Linked DNA regions of Mus musculus: region 2 is linked to region 1. The links are chromatin contacts, called in public promoter capture Hi-C maps. All regions are on one chromosome and are shown on one strand. The core of a region is the stretch at or near the end of the contact, and the rest is flanking DNA. Distances in the headings are between cores, read along the strand shown.

Evidence for each region. Promoter capture Hi-C pulls out the DNA fragments that hold promoters and counts their contacts.
Region 2: a promoter capture Hi-C map of stem cell-derived epiblast-like cells shows a contact between it and region 1, with 3 times the contacts expected there. The contact joins the promoter of Prr30 here to the enhancer-like site in region 1. A contact is called at or near these places in 5 of 39 promoter capture datasets (embryonic stem cells, hippocampal neurons, liver and 1 more) and 1 of 9 other capture datasets (liver).

What each region holds. Positions count from the first base shown.
Region 1 is chr14:100,877,905-100,882,225 of GRCm38.p6, reverse strand. No RefSeq gene overlaps it. Among named protein-coding and RNA genes, the nearest start is that of Gm23538, 120 kb to the right of the region's middle. Within about 2 kb of position 1,880, at least 2 of the 459 cell types and tissues checked have an H3K27ac peak or open chromatin away from gene starts, as enhancers often do. A contact at or near this core is called in stem cell-derived epiblast-like cells, where this site is marked.
Region 2 is chr14:101,197,599-101,201,919 of GRCm38.p6, reverse strand. It overlaps Prr30 (proline rich 30), which reads left to right and starts at 1,851. Exons shown (of 3, transcript NM_029680.1): 1 at 1,851-1,865; 2 at 1,936-1,986; 3 at 2,435-4,230. The coding sequence starts at 2,796. The coding sequence ends at 4,001. Gm34361 (a long non-coding RNA gene) reads right to left here and starts at 418. Exons shown (of 4, transcript XR_874904.2): 1 at 130-418.

The sequences.
Region 1 (4,321 bases), core at 631-3,130:
AGAGACATGGCTTGATGGTTAATGATACTTACTGCTCTTCCAGAGGAACTGGGTATAGTTCCCAACACCATATAAGGGTGCTGTTCACTGCTTATAACTCCAGTTCCAGGGGATGCATTGCTCTCTTCTGGCCTTTGCAGATACTTGCAAACACATAACATAACAGAGGCACACAACTGCACACATAAATCAAAAAAAAATTAAATTTTTAGAAGTACATTTTGCATTCCACAAAAATTATTTAACACTCAAAGAAGGTTCACAGATTTTTTTTTCTACTTTGAACTTTGATTGCCCCTGATTTGTTTTTGCCTTTGACCTGTGTTCTTTCATCAGGAGCATTATAAACACATAATTTCCCTCTTAGTCTGTAAGTGGGTCCTGAATTATAGGCTTATCAATCCTCTTTTATATGTCTCGGGAAAAAAATAGAATTCAGTCTGAAAACATTGCCCTTGGATGCTTTACTGCAGTTATGACCTTGGAGAAAATATAGTAGCTTTCCCCAAGAAATAGTATCTGTCTGTCACTGATATCTTTTAGATATTTTATATGAAAAGGAACTGAGGGTCACTTCAAACTTCATGAAGTACATCCTAATAGTCACTTAAATATGAGACTAAAAGATGACTGGGGTAGTAATACCCTTAGGTTGAGTGATAATACATTACCAAAGCTGAAAACGGGCAAACGATCATGCTAGAAATATTGGCCAGGGCCTTCCAGGCAGAAAGAATAATATAACCATGTTGATTTTTATGAGTGGGATCATTTATAATGAAAAGAGCATAAAGATTTAATGTGCCTCTTACACTGAACAAAGGTAAAAGAAAATAAATAGATTCTTCCCCTTTCCTGCAAACCACTTTTGAATTTGGAATCCAGAAAACTGCTGCAGGAATTTGCTATACTTATATTGATCACAAAGCAGTGGGCCAGGGCAAAGATTCAGCACCCAGCAGGTGGCAGATCCCAGCAAGACTCTATCCATCTTCTCTTCCAAGCAGGAGATAGACTGGATACTGAACTTTATTGTCTCAGTGCTACTTAACCAACAATAAGTGTTTTTCATAGTAGAACTAAAATTTAAAATTTAAACGTTAAAGCAAAAGTAAGTTCTGTTATGATTCCTAGAGGAGATTTAGTCTTCAGTCTGTCAGCATGTGGTTTCATTTTTGGTGTAAGTACAACAATTTTCTCTCTTCCAAAATTCTGTTTCTATTTTGGTCATACTTTAAACACCTTGTCTTACAATTTTGGACTGTGAGCAAAGAAAAAACAGAAAAAATAATTTTTACTTGTTTGTAAAATATAGTCTTATTATGTTAATATTTAGGAACAATTGGTAGATACTGTTTAAATATACAGCCCTGTTCTGTATTTAATTATTTATTGTTGAAGTTTTATATGTTATTTAAAACTCACAGGATTGGGGAGGGGTGAAGCCAAAGAATTACCGTGAATTCTAGTCCATCCTGAGATATAGAATAAGACCCCATGGGGGGGGGGGGAAATGACTTAGCATCTAAACTTTCAGCTAAAACTTTTAACTTCATAACCAAAACTGTTTTAAGTTTTCCACACAAATATCCATGATTTATTGTCAAATTTTAGAATTTTGTTCCATGTTGTGAAAGTCGGGAATTTAAGAGGATTCTTGGGTTCATTTTTTCAATCACAGGAAATACTCCTGTGTTTGCTAACAAAGGTATTGGAGGTTCAGAGAAGACAGTCTATTTTCAAGTCTATGACTACAAAGCGCATTCCTGGTCCTCTTGGTGTCTTTGCAAATGAGTGACTACAGGCTTGATGCTGTCATGGTTCACTAACTAGCCTGAGGAGAAACTCTTGACTACTAATAAACAGTGTTTGACATGTTAAGTAGCTTCGGTCTCCAGCATTGAATCCTGCAGTGACACACAGTCTTGTAGCCTAGCACAAGCTTAGTCAGGCAAAGGGTGTGACCAGACATCATTTCATCCTACTGCTTTTGCTGGGTAGGAGGATGCTTGCAATCTCATCATCAAATACCTCAATACCTTAGCCATTAGGAGGTAGAAGGTTGAAGTCAATTTGGTCTCTGTTTACTCAATGCCAAAAGAATGAGAGCCAAGGAGCTGACATGTCTGTTGATGGCTTTCAAATGCTGTGGTTTGGGTGTTTTGTTGATTGATGAGTTAATTGTTGTTTTTATAAAAGTTGTGCACTGCCTTGGCTGCCAGTCATGACTACCTTTCAACATTATAAAGAATAATGCCAAGAAAGGAAAGCCAAACATATCAGCAATCATTCTTCTTATAAAAAATAAGTTAATTGATTAAAATACAATATGAAATCAAATGTAAAAAGCACCATAAATAAAGGATCTTAATTAACTTCCTGTAATACACATGATGACAAATTGACTCCCCAGGATCTGCAGTCCCCATACTCCTTCCCTGTCTGAGAAATACATTTTTAGCAATGAGTTCTCAATGCTTTTTTCATTTGCACCGCTTCCTACATAGGAAATCTCAGGGACTCCAGCTTAATTTCATCTGCATTTATAAAATGGATCTCTTACATGTGCTTATGTTCCGAATCCTTTGGCAGATTGCTTTGATTGTAAGATGCCTACTTGTTGGGTGTAGAAACTGCACAACTGAGTTTAGACATTTCCCTAGGTGGCTACACTAGCTCTCGATGCCAGGGCTCCTTTTGGCGGCACGTCTTTGACAACGCTCAGAAGTGGTTATTTTTTTTTTTTTTTCAAATTAAAAGTTTTATTTCATGGATTCAAAAACAAAGGAACAAAGCCAAATGAGAGATAACATTCCAGAGATTCACATACAAATGTTAGAAATCTGTGTTCAACACACTATATCACTGCAAACACAAATTATACATCTGGCAAAAGTGGGAAGAAAATCATAGGAATATCTCCTTCAAAATAATTTTTGCACATCTACCAAGCAAGTACTATGTCCTAGATATAATCAACAAGGAAGTATATTATAAGTAAATACTTTTAAAATGGAAATGACATTGATTTTACCCATCTTAGTCTTTATTGTAAGCATGAGCTGGTGGTTTTACAGTTGCCAGTGTCAACTTGATGGTCAACTTGACAAAATCTCGATTCACCAAACACAGGTCTCTAAGCACCTGTGAGAGGGAGTACTGAGTTTAGGCTAATTGAGGTATAGTGATACAATAGTCTGAAAACAATCCTTACATTCTAAGAGACTAGAACTTTGGCTAGACTTCACAATAAAAGTTGATAATACAACTTGATGTCACTTAAGACTGCTAGCCTACTACGTACTCAAACTGTTTTCTTAAGCTACCTTTAGGATAGCTATGTTGCATTACAATCAACCGTACTTGCATAGGTTTACCCAGTAATCAGCTTTGACAATCTAAGACAATACATAACTACTATGTTTTTATAAATGCCATTTGAGTTTATTTTTCAGACTAGCAACATCAACCTCAAAGATAGGCAATATATGTAACTTTGTATTGAAATGAAATAGTTTCCTTTTTTAAAAATATTTTTTATTATTACGTATTTTTCTCAATTACATTTAGAATGCTATCCCAAAAGTCACCCATAACCCCCCACACACTTCCCTACACACCCATTCCCATTTTTTGGCCCCAGCATTCCCCTGTACTGGAGCATATAAAGTTTGTGTGTCCAATGGGCCTCTCTTTCCAGTGATGGCCGACTAGGCCATCTTTTGATACATATGTAGCTAGAGTCAAGAGCTCCGGGGTACTGGTTAGTTCATAATGTTGTTGCACCTACAGGGTTGCAGATCTCTTTAGCTCCTTGGATACTTTCTCTAGCTCCTCCATTGGGGACCCTGTGCTCCATCCAATAGCTGACTGTGAGCATCTACTTATGTGTTTGCTAGGCCCCGACCTAGTCTCACAAGAGACAGCTATATCAGGGTCCTTTCAGCAAAATCTTGCTAGTGTATGCCATGGTGTCATCGTTTGGAGGCTAATTATGGGGTGGATCTCTGGATATGGCAGTCTCTAGATGGTCCATCCTTTTGTCTCAGCTCCAAACTTTGTCTCTGTAACTCCTTCCATGGGTGATTGTTTCCAATTCTAAGAAGGAGCAAAGTGTCCACACTTTGGTCTTCATTCTTCTTCAGTTTCATGTGTTTTGCAAATTGTATCTTATATCTCGGGTATACTAAGTTTCTGGGCTAATATCCACTTATCAGTGAGTACATATTATTTGAGTTCTTTTGTGATTGTGTTACCTCACTCAGGATGATGCCCTTCAGGTCCATTCATTTGCCTAGGAATTTCATAAATTCATTCTTTT
Region 2 (4,321 bases), core at 602-3,101, 320 kb before region 1:
AATGATGGGCCAAACATTTGAATATAAACAATCTATGAAGTACACATGAAAATACTTTGGAAAATTGTCTGAGAAAATCGCTCAATTGATAAAATTTTTGCTTTGCAAGCAAGAGAAACTGGATTTTACCGGAACCCAGCAGTGGGGAGGAAGAGACTGGCAGATCACTGGAATTCATTGGCTAGGCTGCTCCAGGCTCAGTGAGAGATCCTGTCGCAAAAGGTAAAGTGGAGAAGAGATTTAGAAAGACATCTGACAGCAACCTCTAAGCCTCCACATGTGCATTAGCTCACACACATGAACACAGACACCACACAGTGTTAAGAAAATAGCTCTTTCTGTAGAGATGGTACAGTGATTAAGAGCATCAGCCATTCTTCCAGAGGACTCAATGCCCAGAGTCCACATGGTGGCTCACAACAGTCTGTGACTCGAGTTCCAAGGGATCTGATGCTCTGTACTGGGCTGGTTTTGTTGTGTCAACTTGACACAAGCTAGACACAAGCTAGAGTCATCGGAGAGAAAGGAGCCTCAGTTGAGGAAATGCTTCCATGAGATCCAGCTGTAAGAAACTTTTTTTTTTCAATTAGAGATTGATAGGGGGAGGGCCCAGCCCATGGTGAGTGATGCCATCCCTGGGCTGGTGGTCCTAGGTTCTATAAGAAAGCAGGCTGAGAAAGCCATATGAAGCAAGCCAGTAAGCAACATCCCTCCATGGCCTCTGCATCAGCTCCTCTTTCCAGTCCTGCTTTAGTTTCTGTCCTGACTTCTCTAAGTGATGGACTATGATCTGGAAGTATAAGCTCAATAAACCCTTCCCTCCACAACTTGGGTTTTGTTCCTGGTAGTCACAGCAATAGAAACCCTCATACATTTACACAGGTGAAACACCAATTCTCATAAAACAGCAAATAAACCACTTGATAAAGAAAAGAAAAGAAAAGAAAAGAAAAGGAAAGAAAAGAAAAGAAAAGAAAAAAGAAGGAAAAAAAAAAAAGAAAAAGAAAACAGCTAAGGGGCCAAAAAGAGGCTCAGCAGTTAAGAGCATTTGCTGCTGATAAGGTCCGGTACTCCGACCCCAGCACCCATTATCGAGCAACTCACAACTGTCTAAAACTCTAGCTCTAGGGGATCCAACCCTCTTCCGGACTTCAAGGGCACATGCAAACACATGACATACATCTAAATAAACAAACTCTTTTAAAAAGAGCTATTAAAATATATAGTAATATTCCAAAGACAAAAGTGTAAGGAACATAGCTACTTCCCTCAGACAGCGAGCCAATGAGGAAGTTGGAAGGCTCAGTCAGCCCTGCCTCCTGGAGAGTGATGAAAGCTGTAGATTTTAAGAGCAGACAGGGCAGAGTAAGATTTGTGGGTGTACATCAAACAATTCTACTTGACAAATTTTACTAAAACAGTCTTTGCAGGCCCCTGAGAAACACCCAGAACATTGAGGGGGAGGAGAAGGCAGGATCTATGATGTCATTATCTGATCTCTGTGACATAGGCTTTTGATGCCAGAGAGAGAGCTGCTTTCAGGGAACGAGCCCCTCAGCTCCCATTTGGGGCGGCAACGCCGCCCCTTAGGCAAAGCCTCAGTCCCTTGGAGCCTTTTTACCAGCTGGCCCTACTGTTGCTGCCACTGGCTCTAACAATCCTTCTCAGCCAAGGCCAGGCTGAGGGAGAAGGACTCCGGTGTTGAGGGTGACAAGAGGCCAGGGGAACCAGCATGCCAGGCAAACAGGATGCTTACAAAATCTGTGTTTTGGGATTAGGACAGAGCTCTGTGCCACAGAAGAGCTCTGTGTACCAGAAAGAGGACTGAGGGCACTGCTCGGACTGGAATACTGGGTTCGAGTCAGGTTAGGGTTCAGAAAGTGGAGGCGGGAGGAAGGTAGATAGACTGTTTCATGACTCTGCTTTCTCTTCCAGGTCCCCTATTTAGCGAAATGTCTTTCTAACCTGCAGAAGGAACGCACTCTGGTAAGGCTTTTCACAGTGCTCTCCACTCCTTTCCCCATTGGCCCTCGCTGCTTTCGGCTGCCCATTTCCCGTCAGTCCTTCCTTCCTTCCTTCCAGTCACTTTTCTAACCTCCTCTACAGCATCTTGCCATATTTTCTGACCTCAAAGGTGACAAAATGCTAGTCTCTGTTGTTTTGAGACAGACTCATGGAACCCAGGCTAGCCTTGAGCGCCTTATACCCCTGCTGGGATTGCAGGCTCATGCCAGCATGTCATGCTTATGTGGTGTTGGGTATCATACCAAGGACTTCACGAATGCTTGGCAAACAATCTACCTGCTGAACAACAGCCAAAGACCTCACATGGAGGGTCTTGAGGTCCCACTAGAAATGAGCACCTGAAGCAGAATCCAGGAGTGGGCCAATCATCCCTACATTTTGACCTCTGTCAAAATCTTTTCCTCCGCAGGTCCTACAGGCTGTGTCTTCCTCCTGATTCCATCCAGATAGTTGTGGTTGTCCCTTAGCTCCTCAGGAACAGCCCTCATCCTCTGTTTCCGTACGCACTGCACCTCCAGCGAATGGCTAAGGAGACGTGAGGAGCCAAGCTTAGATGCAGGCTCTGGACTGAGCACGCCACAGCCAGGTAGAAGAGGCTGCGTGTCCTCTTGGCCTGCTGCTGATGCCTGCAGCTGTTGAGGCCATACTGTGCACAGAAGGCAGTCTTGACCACCAGCCACAGCTGGCCTCAGAGATCTCCCACGCTGACTGTTGGGTCCCTAACCACTGGTCTTGTCCACCCCATCCACTTCCCTCCTGGATTCAAGGCAATGTTGCCTGTAAACAAGGACCAGGTGCTGCTACAGAACACAGTACCTCCAGGGTGTCCCCCTCAGGTCCTCTCACAGTTTGTGAATTCCCCTGCCCCCAACTTAGCATCTCTTTGTCCCCATCCGACCCTCCCTTCTTCCCACTTTCCTCTGCCTGCCCCCCCACAGGCTTATTTCTTCTCTTCTTTGACTCAGACTCACTCTCCTGGGCCTCACTTCTCTTCGGACTCAAATTCTGACTTTGTTCCTCCTCACTCTTCTAGTCACCCACGATCCTCTTCTTGCTTTGGCCAAAACTATACTTATTTTGGTGAAAAACTCCCCTCTCCACACTCCATCTCTCCCTCTAACTATCAGCTCTGTGTGTCTCCCCCTCTCACCGGCTCCTCCTCTCTTTCCCAGCTACAACACTCCTCTCCTCACTCCTGTCAGTCCCCTTCCCGCCTTCAGGACTTACAAAGCCCCAAGATCACTTCCCCGGTCCCCAGCTCACCTTCTCCAAGGATTCAGAATAACAAGCAAACATGGCAGTGGCCTCAGTCCGGAAGCATCAAGTCTTCTCGGGGGGCAGGGGTATGTGTGCCAAGCAAGGTGGACCCTGCAGAATTCAAGGACTCAGGGACCCTCACCCAAGCCCTGGTGGACCATGTGGGGCGCCGCAGAATTGCACGAGACCTGCAGATACAGTTTCTGCAGCGCCTGTGGCTCGGCACACCCGGCCATGCCCCAGTCGTGGAGTACCCCATATGTCTAGTGTGCCTCCAGATCCGCACCCCATCTTGTCCCACCCCCAAGTACAAGACTGTACCCCAGCTGCTTGCCTTCCCTCAACTACTACCCTGTGTCCAGGGCCAGGAATCTGGGCCTCTCCGAATAGGAATTGGCTTCGGCCTCCGCCTGCCTCGGGGCCAGGCCAGGGCTTTGCATCTGCTGCCCCCAAAAAACTCTACTCCGGTGGGAGTAGAGTCTCAGGAAGAGGCCCTCCAGCGACAAAAATCCACAATCCAAGAATCAGTTCAAATCACCGGCACACTCTTCCAGGCCCGGAGCCTCCGGTCTATAGACCTTCAATCACCAAAACCCAGCCAGTGTTCCAGGTCTCTACTTCAGGAACCAAGACAGGTCGCTGCATCCCCAAAGGCCGGGCCTTCTGTCTCAAAGAGGTCTGTGACTCTAGGGTCTATTCTCCGAAAGTCGCCATCTTAATCCCAGTGCAGCGAAGACCCTCTGGAACACCACCTCCAAACTCTACCTTCCCTACCAGGACTTCTCAGACCTTGGAGGGCTGGCTGGCTGGAAGCCAGGTGTGTTCTCCTGCCCTGAACCCTGGGAACCCCTTGTGGAGTTTGCTCTCCCCTAGTTGAAGAGACCAGAGGCACCCAAGGCCTCATTTAGCCTTCAGTGTATCCAATAAAGCCTAACTCCGAGAATCTTATGTTTGTGTCTACTATGCCCACAGGATGGAATCAAGGCTATGGGATAAAGTTAGTCCGACAAAAGACTTGGCGGGGGGGCGGGGGGGCGCG